Linked DNA regions of Sus scrofa: region 1 is linked to region 2. A link is a contact called in public HiChIP or PLAC-seq data. All regions are on one chromosome and are shown on one strand. The core of a region is the stretch at or near the end of the contact, and the rest is flanking DNA. Distances in the headings are between cores, read along the strand shown.

The links. HiChIP or PLAC-seq counts read pairs in DNA pulled down with a chosen protein or histone mark.
Region 1: an H3K27ac HiChIP or PLAC-seq map of alveolar macrophages shows a contact between it and region 2. The contact joins two enhancer-like sites. A contact is called at or near these places in 1 of 47 Hi-C or Micro-C datasets (embryonic fibroblasts) and 1 of 2 datasets of contacts at active chromatin or transcription factors (alveolar macrophages).

What each region holds. Positions count from the first base shown.
Region 1 is chr1:24,828,347-24,832,380 of Sscrofa11.1, forward strand. The region is part of intron 2 of LOC110259987 (a long non-coding RNA gene); the gene reads right to left. Among named protein-coding and RNA genes, the nearest start is that of CITED2, 330 kb to the right of the region's middle. Within about 2 kb of position 1,970, at least 4 of the 83 cell types and tissues checked have an H3K27ac peak or open chromatin away from gene starts, as enhancers often do. A contact at or near this core is called in alveolar macrophages, where this site is marked.
Region 2 is chr1:24,618,683-24,622,545 of Sscrofa11.1, forward strand. No RefSeq gene overlaps it. Among named protein-coding and RNA genes, the nearest start is that of CITED2, 540 kb to the right of the region's middle. Within about 2 kb of position 1,404, at least 4 of the 83 cell types and tissues checked have an H3K27ac peak or open chromatin away from gene starts, as enhancers often do. A contact at or near this core is called in alveolar macrophages, where this site is marked.

The sequences.
Region 1 (4,034 bases), core at 720-3,219, 210 kb after region 2:
TTTCAAGAAGGCATATTTCCTAGATAAAAGATAAAAAAAAAAAAAAGAAGTTAACCTACAATATTTCTAAGCTCCCTCTTAATTCAAACATATTATGTATTCTAAGCAATTTCCATAAACACCTTAACTAGCATCACCCAGTGCTAATTTTTATGGGAAGCTTTGAAGGGAATAGATGTAGAATAGCATACACTTCACAGTACTGTACTTTGCACCTCATGGGCTCAACAATCCCATTCTGCTCCAATCATATGACTTCCCTCCCTTCATTAGCATTTGGTTCTTTTTTCATGAATCAATTTAATGAGCTGAAAATGGTATAATGACCCATCCAAAGTCACACAAAGTACCTAGAGATGAAGTTCAGGTTTTTGTTTTGTTTACTTTCCCAGGTTTCTCTTTGTGTTAGATGTGGCCTTATTTAGTGGTGTCATATTCATCACCATCACAGGACTTTTTTGAGTTCCTGCTGGGGACACAGCAAGTTACCAGACCCCTTGGGAATTTACGTGGCTCACAAAAGGCAGGACTCCTACACATGCACTTTCAATCTAAAATAGTCCCATCTGTCTGACCTTTCCAGTGTAGTACATAAACATCTCTTTGTCTGGTAAGCAATAATACCACTCTAGCTTAATGTGAATGGTATTTACAGATGAAGAAACAGAGATTCAAAAGAAGTCAATTAATTGAATCAAGGCCCTATGGCTACAAATTAGTAGGAGTGGAACTAGAATGCAGGGTCTTCTTTCTTCTTGTTCAATTTATTTACTTTTTTTTTTTTGTCTTTTGTCTTTTTGCTATTTCTTGGGCCGCTCCCTTGGCATATGGAGGTTCCCAGGCTAGGGGTCTAATCGGAGCTGTAGCTGCCGGCCTACACCAGAGCCACAGTAAACACAGGATCCGAGCCGTGTCTGCAACCTACACCACAGCTCACGGCAACGCCGGATCATTAACCCACTGAGCAAGGGCAGGGACCGAACCCGCAACCTCATGGTTCCTAGTCGGATTCGTTAACCACTGCGCCACGACGGGAACTCCTATTTACTTATTTTTTAATAAACTAAACTATATTACTTCTGAGCTATCTGGTACAGAAAAAAATTTTTTTTCAAAATCCTGCAGAACTCAAAGTCCTTTCTCTAATACATTAAAATGGTCTTCCCAAGCCTCAGAGATTATAGCAGAGATATTTTAGATCAAACAGTGAGTATGACAACCTTTCTTGGATGAGATAGTGAATTTCAGTCATTAACTGAGCATCTTCTTTGGCTTGGTAAAGAGGCGGAATCCCTGAGAGTCACAAGAAAAGGTATGCTGTGAGCCCTGCCTGCCATTTGTAAAGGCAAGGCAAATGAAATCTTTAAAAAATACCTTGTAATCCAAGGTAGTAAATGAAGGAATGGAAAGTGGCAATCTTCCAGGTTCACTTATTCACACACTTAATATTTTCTATATTTAAGTCACTGGGTGTTCTAAAGCTCTCAGTACTCCTACTTGCTGCAATAGCTCCCTATTTTCCCAAAGTTTGACAAGAGGCACCATCTCAGAATCACCCTCAAAAGCTACTGAAGTGATAGACCAGGTATCTCACAGCTCAATGGGCCATGTGAATTAATTTTCTGGGGCACAGCTTACTGCCATCCTTATGTATACGCTATGATAAAATTTTAAACTGTATGTATGATTGATAATTATTTTATAGTAATATGAGGTCTTGCTTGAATAAAATTAATTTACAGTTTTCTACTAGAAACAATTCTCTTTGTTGATAACTCTCCCTAATTGCTTGAACCACACGACGCATTTTTCTAGGCAGGACTGAAGTAGTTTCTATACTCCTCTTACAGTTAGCATCCAAATTTCTGATTAATACTGATATAAATATCTTTTTTGCATAATGAAAAGTGCCTACATCTATATTACTCAGGGATATTTAGAGACAGATTGAGTCATGCCCTAGTCATCCTAGTAACAAGCCCATGTTACAGATTCCACATAGCTGTACTCCATTTGTTTAGGGTTGTGAGGGGCTGTGGCTATGTTTATGGCTTAAAGGGCATCTGTAAGTGGAATGCATTTTTCTGTAAATAAAAAGAATTTAACATAACTTAAAATTTTTATATAATTTACACTGGGGAGCAATATAAAGGTTGGAAAATATATCCTTGGCATCCCTACCTCTGTGGTAAAGGAGAAAGGTAAGTCGACATAGTCTAGAAAACTTGCCAAGTCATCCGCTCAATGAAGCAAAAACTACATGAGGATTTCCTTTCCTTCTCCCTGAGAAAGCCCCCTCAGAAAGGAAGCCCATTTCTCCCCAATCAGGAATGCATGCAACCCCTGATTTGAAAAAGGCAACTCATGCTTACTAATCTGAGTAGAGTTCTTTTATACCATTCATAAGCACTCTGAGGAGATGACCTAACTTATGTGGTAAACAGCCCAATGACTAATAAAGACTAACAACCACACCATCCCACCAAAAAGAAATGTGTATTTTAAAGAAGACACTACATTTTCTGATCCTCGTTCAGCTGTATGTCAACTGGGAGATTAGTCACGACAAAAAAGTAAAAAGGTTTCCTTATAAGTTCTTATAGTTGTATAAGAACAAGATATGATTATTAAGTAGTGAATTGTTTTACTGATTTTAAAAATTATAAAATAAAACCACATAATGTAATCACACAAAAAAGTACATCTGAGCTGTTTGCTATCTTATTTTCCCAGGATCTTTTGATTTTCAATAAAAGACATAACCCCTAAAGCATTAACTGTGTGCTGCCCTTTATTTAACAAGCACATTGAACCATCTGACATCCACTGCTGTCTTTTTTAGTTTTTAAATATGCACTGTTAATTAGCTTTTTACTTCACAATTATTCATAAAATCTTTAATGGCAAATACCATTTCTCATACTACCCTCTGTCTTTCCAGAGTACCTAAAACAGTGCCTTTAATAATTATTCATTTACTTACTCATTCAACAGTCTATGTGTTCACTGTGGGCCAGCAGCTAGGGATACAGGTCCCTGCCCTCAGAAATCTCTCAATAATAATCTCCTTTGAAACAGACAGAAGGATGTCTAGGCCAAATCACCTGGAGCAGGGGCAGGGAGGACTGATGAAAGTTGAGAAAATCACTGTAAAGGAGGAAATGCCTGACTCTTCTCTAGGACAAGGTATAGGATTTGCCAACAGAAAGCAGGTGGGCAATTGATAGAAAGGGGTTTTCACACATAGTAGGCACTCTATAAGTAACTGTCTTTTTGTTCTGAAAAAAGTGGTGTTGACTTGAAATTAGTGACCTCTCAACCCTAAGAGTCTGTGGGTCTCTGACTTTTTTAAGCCATGAGAGGCTTATTTATTAAGTCAATGCTTCAGGCTTTCTTTTTGCCCAAGACAAAAGAACAGAAAATACAACTGCTTTTTAAGAAACGGAGAAAAAAAACCTCCTCAGGCTTGATGTCCATATGTCCGTTCTAAAAGTAATATACACTAATTTTGGTACATTTGGAAAATGAAGAAAAGCAAAAGAAAGAATAATAACACATCCTATCACAAAGAATCAACCATTGCTAATAAAATGGTGCCTTTCTTTCCAGTCTTTTTTTGGTAAAGTTTGAGATTTATTATTTTGTTTGACATGGTTGCAATTGTATTAACAGTGCATATTTAAAAACGAAAACCCAGAGTAGTAGATGTCACATAGCACTATGTGCTGAATTGTTAGATAAATGGAAGCACATTCTTAATGCTGTAGGAGTTGCTTCTTTTACTGGAAACCAAAAGTAAACTTTTATATTAACATTATAACAAAGCATCATTTTAACTATCAGTTTTATTGTCTCCATATCCTATGGAGATTTCGGAAGAGGCACATAATTTAATCGATCATTCTGTTATTAGACATTTAGGTTCTTTACAAGATTTCAGCATTCTAAATAATTGTGCCATGAATATGTTTGTATGAAATGATATTTTCCCCTATTTTTGGATTCCTTTTTAGAATCAATCTTAGAATTATAAT
Region 2 (3,863 bases), core at 154-2,653:
TTAAACCTTGAGCACTTGCAGACGGAAAGGCCAAGAAAGTGATACAAGTAGTAATGAAAAGTTCCAATACCTGGTCAATTCCCATTCACGTACAATGAAATAGAGAAGTACACAAAAGCGCATACACGTGCTCTCCTCCTGCACCACAGGTGTGTGCCTACTGGACAAGGCAGGAAAAGAAACGGACTGTAACAGAACACAGACGGGGTAAGGGTCTTCCCTGCAAGCTCGGTTGAGAGAGATAGATGAGGCATCTCAGAACTTCATCACAGAACATCTTGTATCTGTTATATTTATGCTTGTCAAGTTTATAACATGCACATAATTCTCTTTCATTCTTTCAACCAGGATTTACTCTCTTTTAGCTAGAGGAGGGCATGGGCTTTGTCTTTATTGCTCACTTTTAGACTTGGCAAGTAGATGCTCAACAAATATTTTCTGAATGAATTTATGAACTTTTCCAGGTCTAAAGAAGACTTCCATTTTAGATAAACAGTTACAAGAGAGTATGTTAATGGACAAGAGAGTGAGATCATGGAGTACTATAAGGTCAAGAGTAGGGGAACTTATGGAGTTCCCTGGCGGCCTAGCAGGTTAAGGATCCTGCTGTCATCACTCTGGTCACTATTGTGGCACAGGTTTGATCCCTGGCACAGGAACTTCCCATGCCTCGGGCAGCCACATAGGTGAGCTTAGCCCAATAGATGGGGTTATTCCATATTATGGAGTCAGTGATTTACGTTTAATCCTTTTCTGGTTTTCTGTATTCATTTATTAAAGATTTCCTTAGGTTTTGGTTTTATGAATATATAATCACTTTCTCTTATCCAATAGAGTCAAGACTTTGATATTCAGAAGAACCCAAACCCCTTTTGATAGCAGATTCCTTTTTAGAGCACTATCTTAATCAGGCCTATTTCTGTATGGTCTTGCTCCAGCCAACTGAAAGATGGCACATTCTGTAGGTTAACCCTATAGACTGTTGAGCAGTATCTCTGTGAAAGACATAGATATTGGTTATATTTATACAGGTATCTACACTAGGGTGGAAGTGAGCAAATCTCCCTCTTCTATATATTAATATCAATCAATAATTTATGAATTTACTTAAATTGACCTTACACTAATTTATGTTTTCAGCCTTCTGGGCAATGAGTTCCATGCCATCATTCCTTTTTCTCCTAAATAATAAATTTCATTTGTGTTAGAATTCACCACAAGCAATTCAGCAGAACATCATTAGCCTTCTACAAAATACCATAAGACTAAAATGTTATCTTCACTAACATAAAGACTTTGACTTTTTCTAAAATTTAAATTTTATCTACTTCTTTCCCCTTTGGCATGACCTTACAAAGAACCATGATGGTTCATCTGTCATGATTTCCTCCTACAGAAACCACATTTTTTTCCCCATTAGGTCATGCATGTTAACCACTAAACAACTGCCTCATCACAACTTCCAGTGGGTGGAGAAGGGACGAAAGGGAAAAATACCAGTTTCCTTACAGAAAGAAATTTCACTAACAATCCCGCAACTTTCCTTCTATTTGTAACAAAAATGTAACAATCTAGTCCCTAACACCCAAACTACTTTTTATTATTAAAATACATGCCAATATACATATGCCAAAACCCACAGGAGGTCCAACAGCAAGAGTGAACCCTAATGCAACCTAAGGCTTTGGGTGAAAATGACCTGTCAATGTAGGTTCATCAGTTGTAACAAATGGTACCACTCTGGTGGAGGACGCTCTGGGAGGCTGAGGTGACACCGTGTATGCAGTGGGCTATGGGAACTCTCTGTAGTTCCCATTCAATTTTCTTGTGAACTTAAACTGCTCTAAACAAAAAAAAAAAAAAAAAAAAATTAAGTCTACAAAAAAAAAAAAATCTGCACAGAAATAAACACCAGACTCTAATCAAAATACTTTATGTGTTTTACTAAAATTAATTTATGTAATCCTCATGAGCGATATGAGAACTTATGAGACCTTATGAGACCTTATCAGAAAGATAGTAATACCATTTTTCCCTTTTTGATGATGAGGAGACTGTAGCAAAGAAAGACTACGTCATCTGAATGACACAACTGAAGAGTGTCAAAATTGCTACCTGGCTACAGTCTATACATCTCATTACTCAGCTGGGTTACTTTTCAATCATATCAAATAAAGTCTCTGGCCACACATTCCTCCCTTCCACCCTGAGCACATTTCTTTCTATAACTAGCTGGGCAGCTGTGGGTGATTTCATAGAAGCATTGTCTACTTCATAGCAATATATGTTTTTAAAGTCTCTGCCTGTATCACTCTTAAGGATAAGCCTCATAAGTAAAACGGGAAGTGAAAGAGTTCCTAATGGTTTTCTTGGTAAAGATGAATGTGAGGAGTCATTTGAGTTTTTCATTTGCATCACAGCCATCAGATTGCCTCATTGATGCTTTGGCTAGCTTCCCAATTTTGAAGTATTTCACAAGTTTGTATATACTGACTTTTCAGTTTATTGCCTTGGTTAACCCATGGTTATTTGGGGAAGGTTTTTATTTTCTTCATATTTTCTGTTTTGATGACCTGTGTCACTTCTAAAAACAGGAAAGAAACAAAATTTTTAAAAAGCTTAGTCAATAGTGAAATACCTACATTGTTTAGAAAACTGCAGTGATGTAGAGGAGAAAAGAATTTTCAAATGACATAGTGTTTGTTCCCAAAGTTCAACTTCCTTACTGAAAAGTTAATTTTATGAAAATGATTTTAACAAATATCTGAATATGTCATATGTTCTGAATATACACCATCCATATACATAAAAAGTTACTTTATAGTAAGAGTTGTTTCGGTATAAGAAGAGTCTTAGAGGATACAAATGAACTTGGAGGAATTAGTAATACTTTGAGAAAAATGCAGAAATAACATCGAGTTAAAGAGGTCACTGAAATCTGTCTTTGGTGGAAATAGGGTATCTAAAAGGAATATTGCAATACCTGCTGGCAGCTTTTAAAAATATTGATTGCTGAAATTGAAAAATGTCAACAAGTATGGAAGGAACAAAATCTACTTCACAAATAAAATCTGTCAAGATGACCAATTGTTTTGTATCTTTTTTCTATACTTTACTATATTTATAGTGTATTTATATACTATATATCTATATCTATATTTAAGTATAAAAATAAAACAGTACAAAGAATGTTTAAATATAAAAAGGAAACTGGCAAATTCAGAATATAATATAATTGACCATTAAAGTAGAAATGGCTTCTCTAACCAGAAAAATGAATAAGGAAATGAATAAGGAAATAATTTGCATTCTCTATGCATGTCATTTTTTTTTTTTCTTTTTTGGCTGCCCTGTAGCATATGGAGTTCCCAGGCCTGGGATCAGATCAGAGCCGCAGTTGTAGCCTACACCTGAGTCCAGGGATTGAACTATGCTGGGCCAGGGATTGAACCTGAGTCTCAGTGCTATAGAGCAGTTGCCAATTCTGTTGCACCAGAGCAGGAACTCCTCTCTATGAATTTCTTTACAAAGAAAATGTAGAAAATTTAATTGAAATAATGCTGGTCTTTGATGCTGACATTTACAAAAGAGAAAAATACAGAAATAATGTATTCATAGACAGTCTCAGAATACCCACAGCGGATGCATTGTTTTCTCAGGTTGCATAACTACTTTGAAAGATTTATTTTCTGTGTCATCAATGCAGAATTTTTGGCACTACCAGGATACTTCACCATTTGGCCCTGCAGACTCCAAGCAAGCCTGGAGTGTGCCAATTGGTTGGTGGGTTTTCAAAACCATTGTGATCTCTGCTGAGTTACCCCACTAGCCTTAGAAGAGTCTAATCCACATGTCACATTCCA